Regions from separate parts of the Mus musculus genome. Here region 1 is linked to region 2. A link is a contact called in public HiChIP or PLAC-seq data. All regions are on one chromosome and are shown on one strand. Each heading gives the region's core, a stretch centred on a gene start, on an enhancer-like site or on the middle of the called end of the contact. The rest is flanking DNA. Distances are from core to core; before and after follow the strand shown. Region 1 holds the start of Slc6a9 (solute carrier family 6 (neurotransmitter transporter, glycine), member 9). Region 2 holds the start of Ermap (erythroblast membrane-associated protein).

The links. HiChIP or PLAC-seq counts read pairs in DNA pulled down with a chosen protein or histone mark.
Region 1: a contact with region 2 is called in an H3K27ac HiChIP or PLAC-seq map of cardiomyocytes, with 11 times the contacts expected there. The contact joins the promoter of Slc6a9 here to the promoter of Ermap in region 2. A contact is called at or near these places in 2 of 39 promoter capture datasets (erythroid cells and hippocampal neurons) and 1 of 115 datasets of contacts at active chromatin or transcription factors (cardiomyocytes).

What each region holds. Positions count from the first base shown.
Region 1 is chr4:117,833,069-117,837,206 of GRCm38.p6, reverse strand. Slc6a9 (solute carrier family 6 (neurotransmitter transporter, glycine), member 9) reads right to left here and starts at 1,949. Exons shown (of 14, transcript NM_008135.4): 1 at 1,730-1,949.
Region 2 is chr4:119,188,687-119,192,597 of GRCm38.p6, reverse strand. Ermap (erythroblast membrane-associated protein) reads left to right here and starts at 2,603. Exons shown (of 13, transcript NM_013848.3): 1 at 2,603-2,792; 2 at 3,655-3,739.

The DNA.
Region 1 (4,138 bases), core at 700-3,199, 1.4 Mb after region 2:
AGAACTATACTACTGTAGTCCCGCTGAACATAAGGAGGAAGGGAGCGTTTTCTCTGAAGTCTTTGAAACACTTGGGCACGCTCAATGTTCTCCGCTAGTCCCTAACCAATCCTATCACCCGCTCTCTAACCTTTTGCCTCTCTGGAGATGTCTTTATCTTAGGTGTTCTTTTTGCCCATTCCTTGCCCTCTATCCTTTATCTTTCTAACAGTCATAGCCTCAGACTTGCTTCATTTAAAAAATAGAACAGAAACCAGTCAGTGGTGGCACACACCTTTAGACCCAGCTCTTGGGAGGCAGAGGCAGGCAGATCTCTGAATTCAAGGCCAGCCTGGTGTATAGAGCAAGTTTCAGGATAGCCAGGGCTACGCAGAGAAATTCTGTCTCAAAATACAAAACCAAAAAACAAGAAAAAAAGGAAAAAAAGTAGAACAGGCTTTGTGAGGGAGCTATCATAGAGTGCTAGGTGGGTACGCGGCTCCTTTAAGAGTGACTAGCGAGGGGCGTGGCCTATGGAAAACAGACCCGAGAGGGGGTGCGGCCCCTTTAAGTAGCTGCCCGGCCGGACTTGAAGGCCCGGGACGGGCTGGCAGTGTGGGGCGCGGTCACTTTTGGAGTCATGGCACCGCCCGGAGTGCCCACTTCCTCGAAACGAGACCGGTTCGCTTTAATCAGTGTGCAAGGTGTGTTGGGGGGCGGGCGTTACATCAGCCACCACGTGTGCGCCTCTCAGCTGGCGTGGAGGATGCCGCCCCGCCCCCCGCGGTGGAAAAGTACCCGGGTGCCGAGGTCTCCGCCCCCTTGCCCCGCCCCCGCCCGTCCTCGGCCCCTCCCGGGTCTGCGGGCAAGCCCCCTCCCGGCTCGCTGGCCTCAGCTCCGGCCCGTGTGTGGCTGCCTGCTGCGGGGTACAGGCTGGGAGCAGGCGCTCGGGAGCTGCGGGAAACCAGGCCTCACCTGTGGCCGCCCGCACTCGCCGCAAGCATGCCCAGAAGGAAGGCTAGAGTGAAGGCTCGAGTGGCAGGGCGTGGATTTTTTCCCCCCAGAGTAGCAGTCCCCCAAAACCACTCTCCGCCCCGCAATCCCTTCTCAACGCTGCAGCCACGCGAGCCGCGGACAAAAGAGAACCGGAGGGCGCTGGGGTTCTTCCTCGCTGCTTCCCAGGAACCGCGGGCGCGCGGGAACCGGCACCCGGCGGGCGAGTGGGCGGGCAGATTAGGAAGGCCGCCGGCTGCGGCGCCCAGATAGATAGCCAGCACGGCTGGGAGAGGAGGTGGGGCGAGAGGCTGCACGCGGGGCACAGACCCCGCTGCCGGCTCCCGGCCGCGGCAGACCCACTGGCGCCCCAGAAAGACCGAAGACGCTCTTCGGTTCCGGCGCTGCGCGCACAGCCCCGTACCAACCACCTCCGACCGAGCCGGCGTCGGCACGCAACGCACCCCCTCCATTCCGAAATCACCCTCCCTCCCGTCTGCTTTAGTTCCTTGGTGACAACGATGACACACAGACACACGCACCTACCCAGACCTTCGCGGCGAGACAGACATCCCAGTGCGAGCACTCACACTCTTAGCCACAGATACCCGCAAGCAAACGCTATCTCATCCACGCACCACACACACATCCATACACATCCTGGGGCTCAGCCTCCCAGAGTCACAGAAACGCCCAGAACGACGGCTGGACAGACCTAGGCTCGGGCCGCAAAGCCCCCTTCCCCCAGCTCTCTTACCATACTGCTGCCCCCGGCCCAGGCGTGCTGGGTCCGCACCGCGGTGCGCCCAGGTGGCTTTCTTAAAGGGAAAGTTGCATCAGCCTCCCGAGGCTCTCTGCAGCCGCCAGTCCTCCCGCCCCGCCGCGTTGCCTGCCGCTCCTCCAGAGCTTGTTGTGTTTTGGTTTCGGGGAGGCGGGGGCTAAGAGTTTGGTGAAAGTTTGGAGAGTGAAGAAGGCTTGAGAAACCTAGCCAAGTCCCTCCCCTCCCTGAGCGGCTCCCCTGGCCGCCCTCCCCCGCCCTGGTCCCATCTCCTCCCTCCCGCGTGCCGACTACTCAGACTCCTCCTACCAGGGAATAAGATTACAAGTGGCTCTAGTTTTCTGATGATTGATCCTCACGAACCCCTGGGAGTGGGGCTCGGCAAAGGAGTCCCCTTCTCCTTCGCCTCTCTGCCCTTCAGTTGGGACACTTGGAGGAAGCAGATGTCCTCCCCTTCGGGCTAGGCTTGGAACGAAGCCAAAAGGCCTGGGGCGCTTTGGGGGGCTGGGGCTGCAGTTAGCCCGCCAGGCCCCTGGCCTTCTGCGCCTGCGTTCCCCCTAGAGAGACGTCAAGAGCAAATTCCGTTCCCTTTGCAGTAGCGCCGCTAGAGACTGTGGGCACAGCTGAGTAAAGCCTGGGGCCCACTCCTTGGAATTGCAAGGCTGGGGAGCCCTTTCTCCCCGAATTCTCCACCACTGATTTGATCAGCCCTACCTGGTTAGTTGTGCCACAGAGCCTACCTACTTCAGGTGCCTGGATTGCAGTATCTGCCAAAAGATGCTTTGTTGAGCCTCAGTTTCCTCCTCTGCAAAATGGAGAGAATGACTTAAGGAAATGCATACCCACGTGAAACTCATTGCTCCAGATTGGCAGTGGTGCCTAGCAAATGGAACAGGCTGCCACATTTGCTTACCTTGAGCAAGCTGCCAACCCTCTATCAAACCAGACAATACTGATTGCCAGAGGACTGCTGTTGCTTCGCAGGTGCTCTGCAAAAGGCCCTGGTCTGGAGAGGCAGGCTCCGGATTCCACTCTGTGCCCCGAGTTCTCACCATTTTCCGGCCAGGAAACTTGCTTGTTTATTGACATCCAGTCTCCAAAGAGCAGGCGCATCCATGTCAAAGCCGCGCACAAGATCAACTGGTGTGAGAAGCCACCTTATTAATTTATAATCACTGAAAAAGACAGCAGCCAGCACACTCCCTTCAGTTGGGCCTCTCTCTACCCCACGGCTCAACCACAGCCCTTTCCCAGAACTACCTTCTTATATACTGCTTTCTGCTGTCATGGAACTCACAATCTGTTCATTCTCGAGATTTGGTCAGATCTAGGAAGGCACTTATGTCCCTTTTGAGTTTGCCCGTGAACACAGCAGTTATAAGCCTGCTTGGGGTTTATAGTCTCCCACGAACTAATTACCAGAGTTTTGTATAGAGTAGAGAGGGGACACACACGCAGATCTACCTAAGCAATCTGTTGTGCCTGTGGGCTTTTTTTTTGGGGGGGGGGATTTGAGACAGGGTTTCTCTGTATAGTCCCGGTGGCTGTCCCGGAACTAACTTTGTAGACCAGGCTGGCCTTGCACTCAGAAATCCGCCTGCCTCTGCCTCCAAGGGCTGGGATTAAAGGCGTGCACCACCACCACCTGTGGCCTTTAACTTTGCTTATGTAGAAGTTTCTGGGAGTCTAACTGTGGGTCCTGCAGCAGGCTGTGTAGTTGTGTGTGTGCTCAAGTCCTGGATCTGACCAGATAGTATCTAAACACTTCTCATCTTCCCTACCAGGACTTGGGTTCCTCTACAAGTTGTTTATGGTCTCTCATAGCCTGCCTCCTCTTTAGATTATCCAAAATGGCTCCTTCCCAAGACAGATGGACAGGAGGCTCTTGGGAGAAGCTGCCAGGTAAAGGGAAGGTTGGGGCTGAGGGAGGGGCTTCCATCTAACTTATAGGGATGCGATGGACCTAAAAGGCATTAGGATGGTTCTAAGAAAATGTTTAAAACTTTATTTTGAATTTTGAAGTTTTCTTTCTTTATTCTCTTTACATCCAGATTTCAGCCCCTCCTGCTGGTACCCCCTCACACACAGCCCTTCTCCGCTCCCTGAATTCTTTTCTTTCTTTTTTTCTTTCTTTTTTCCTGGAGTCAGCATCTCACTATGTAGTTCTGGCTGACATTGTTCTCACTATATAGACTAAGCTGACCTCCAACTCAGTGATCCACCTGCTTCTGTTTCCACAGCCCTGGGATTAACAGCTTGTATGCTGAGCTTTCTATGTGGAGGAGGTTGTTTTGTTGGTTTTTGTTTATTTGCTTCTGGGATGGTTTGATTTGGTTTGGTTTGGTTGGTTTGGTTTTTGAGACAGTAACCACCATGTATGCAGCTCTG
Region 2 (3,911 bases), core at 1,354-3,853:
GGAAGAGTAGCTATAATAAAATTCAACACAACCATTAAAATAGCACAGGAGATTTATGATATAATACAATGCTTTTCAGACAGGCAGATTCCCTAGAGCGTGATAACCAGGCAACCTAACCACTTCAGAGGGCCCAGATTCAGTAAGAGACTCCGTCTCAAAATATAAGGTGGAGTTCAATTGAGGAAGACACTTGACATTGACCTCTGGCCTCTACACATACACACACACACACACACACACACACACACACACACACATACACACACACACACACAACCATACACATGCATGCATACACACCCACGCACGTACACACCATTGCTTTAGTATATTAAAACTTAAAAAGCCACAAAGAACATATATTGTCTAATCACCGTATTTTTTAAATATTGTTTTAAAACAGAAAGTGGCTGGGCAGTGGTGGCGCACGCCTTTAATCCCAGCACTTGGGAGGCAGAGGCAGAAGGATTTCTGAGTTTGAGGCCAGCCTGGTCTACAGAGTGAGTTCCAGGACAGCCAGGGATACATAGAGAAACCCTCTCTGGAAAAACAAAACAAAACAAAACAAAACAAAACAAAACAAAACAAAACAAAAAACAGAAAGTGGGAGAAGGCACAGCAAAATTATTAATAAATCTTGTTTTATTAGTAGGGCTTACAATTGTCTTGTTTAAGCTTTCCTGTATTTTGTGAATTTTTACAGTGGATATTTATACTTCAACAGCCAGGAAAAAGTACCAGAGTCAAGCGCTGGGATGAGTGTCTATAATCATAGCACCCAGGAGAACCTCAGTGTAAGGCCAGCGTGGAGTATGCAGGCAGACTCTGCCTCAAATAAAGGAGAAAAGACAATAAACGTTCTTTAATAGTGCCTCGTTCAGGAAACCACAGTTATGTAGCTGGAAGTCCAGACCTTTGTCAATAAACCCCTTAAAGCAAAGCATGGTGGGCCTGAGTTTGTAAATGGCTGTACTACCACCACTCACGAGGCAGATGCAGGAAGGTTAGGAGTTTGAGGTCAACCTGAATTATGTAGTAAGATACTGTCTGAAAACAAAGCAATTAAAACTCGGGAGAAGGGACATAGACAAAGACTGAGTTATGACTCAGTTATGACTGTCAACAGATGGGAGACGTAAGCTCTAGCATTCTAGGGTGAGTACATGTATGATTGTTATATATTCAGGTTAACTAGGAGAGAGAGCAGTTGGAGGTTTCCTAATATGAATGATGATGATGAGGAGGAGGAGGAGGAGAGAGAGAGAGGGAGAGAGAGAGAGGTGTGTGTTGGAGATGAACACAGAGCCAGGTGAATGAACTAGCGCAACCCACCTCCATTCCCAAAGCAAAGTGTAAGACAAGTCCTTTAGTGCAAGGATTTACAGAAGAAGATCTAGGAGAAGAAAAGGGTTTCTTTAGTCCGGGGAACAAGTGGGAAATCTTGGAGGAGTTATGTAGTAAAGCTGGCTCAGGGCTCCTCCCGTGATGCCTTACCTACAGTGAACTTTAGGGATGACCACAGGCCACGAGCCTTTGCATAGAATCTCAGACAGTAAGCAAAAAAGCTTCTGGAGCTCTACAGCTTGCTGACAAGTCTCAGCTACACTGAAAGTGACAGCTCAGCCATCAACAGGGGACACAGTTCAGGCCACCACTGGAATCTGCTAGATTCGAAACCCAGTGATGACTGAAAAAAGAAACCCCGGGGACTTCTGAGTGACCAGTGCATTTTTATAAAAGTCCACGTGCATATTTGGTGTTGCTGTGAGTACAATCGATATGAAGAAGGCTAGTCAGTTGGGGAGGGTGTGACGTGAGAGGAGGGGCGGGAAGCAAGTTGGCTTGTCTGGAAGCATATATCAAGGTGTAGCTGGAGATAAAAGCCGTGGCCGGTTGGTGGGTATCTTGAAACCAACCTTCTAATTTTTAAGTCAAAATTTAAAAGTTAGTGTACAAAGGGATGGGTTTCTTGGTGGCAGTTGCATATGTACACATCATTACACTTTGTTCTTATTCATTCCCCCACCCAGTGTCTTCTCACACACTCCCAACCCCTTCTTACTGCTCTCCCTCCTCCCCAATGCTCCTCCCTGTGCTTTCAAATTGCCCGTATTACTTTACTCTCCCCTGGCCTTTTATGGTTTCTTTCTCCTCTCCCATGGTCTCCTTTTGACTTTCATAACCTACACGTGCTTACACACACACACACACACACACACACACACACACACACACCCCACAAACCCCTAAACATAAATCCCACATATGGGAGAAAACTAATCTTCCTGAGTCTGCCCTATTTCCCCCAACATAATGGTCTTCAGTTCCATCTATAAAGCTTCTAATTTATGCTTATTGGGAAGTACAAGAGAGCAAGCCTTCATTTTTAAAAAGGAACAATGGAATCAAATTTTAGGAGTCATGGTTGTCACCAAGCACTGGGGGAAAAGAGAGTTGGGGTAAAGGTCCTTCTTTGCCGAGGCAGTAGACGGGTCCCTTGCTTTTGGGGAGCCTCCTTTCTGAACGCTCGCTTTATCAGGGGTGGGCAGACAGGGCGTTGCTTGTTTGTTTATAGGGACAGTCAGAGGCCCTCTGTGGGGTAGACAGAGAGAACCCTTGGCTTTGAGACTCTGGCATCAGACTAGAATATGAACTTTTTGCAGACCCATCTCTTGAGATCTTCCTGGCACTCTTGCCCGATGTCAGACCACCCTGCCTGTGGGGAGCCCAGTGTTCCCAGGTAGGAGGCCCCAGCTCTGCCGCTAAAGGACACAATCTCCACCTCAAAGGTCAGTTCTCTTCGGTCTCTTTTCTTCCCTTAGTCTGTTTAGTTCTTTAAATTTCTCAGGATCCTCAAGTTCAGTAGGGAAATAATCTTTCTTTTTACAAAGATCATCTTAAAGGACAACATGGGACAATGGTTAGCTGTCACTTAGGAGCCTCGAATCCAAGTTACCAGCGTGCTGTGCCGGTTCTGTCTAAGACTCTTACTTATTGTCACGGTAGTCATTAATAATACAGCAGATGTGCAGTTCGGCCCCACCATCTGCTGGGTCCCGGGCTGGGCCATATCAGGCTGATCATTTATACATGTGTAGGGTCTTCATAAGTTGCTCAAGATTGGCAAGAGAATGTCTGTTGGAATCTTTTTTTTTATTTGTAAGCTTTAAAAATCAAACTAGTTCAAACTTAAAATGTGACTGATTCTGACTGAAGGAACATACTTTCAACTTGTGTCATGGGGAAAAATGGCTACTATATAAAGATCTATTCAAGCTATTAAGAGACAATAAGTCAAAGAAACAGCTTAAAAATATTATTTTATTATAAAATTGATTAAAACTTTATTTAACTTGATATATTTCACTTAAGGCAAGGCTGTGGGAAAGCGAGAACTTTTATGTTGACTGATTGATTGATTGATTGATTGATTGATTCATCCCTTAGGACAATTTGATGGTGAAAACATTCCTATTTTAAAATTAGGAAACTCAAAGCCTAAGAGTTAAGCAGTTTGCTTTAATTTACAGTCTCATTTAGTTGGAGACTCTGCTACAACCCTTAGGACTAAGACTCCTAATTCTAGCCACCAACCACTGTCGTCTGTACTGATGATCAACCATACGGAATTATTTCTAAAAATTCTCACAGGTCTGTGTTGGAATGCTGAAGCGGCTAAAGAAACATGTGGTGGCGTGGAAAATGTGTGTAATGCCACACTCACGGAAGATGTCAGGTATCAAAGCAACATGACGGGTTTATGCTTTTAAAAAAGATTTATTTGTTTTTACTTTATGGGGACAAGTTTGTCTGCTTGAGTGAATGCGTGCTTAGTGCCTGTGAAGGTCAGAAGAGGGCATTGGATCCCCTGGAACTGGAAGCTACAGATACTGGTGAGCTGCTATGTG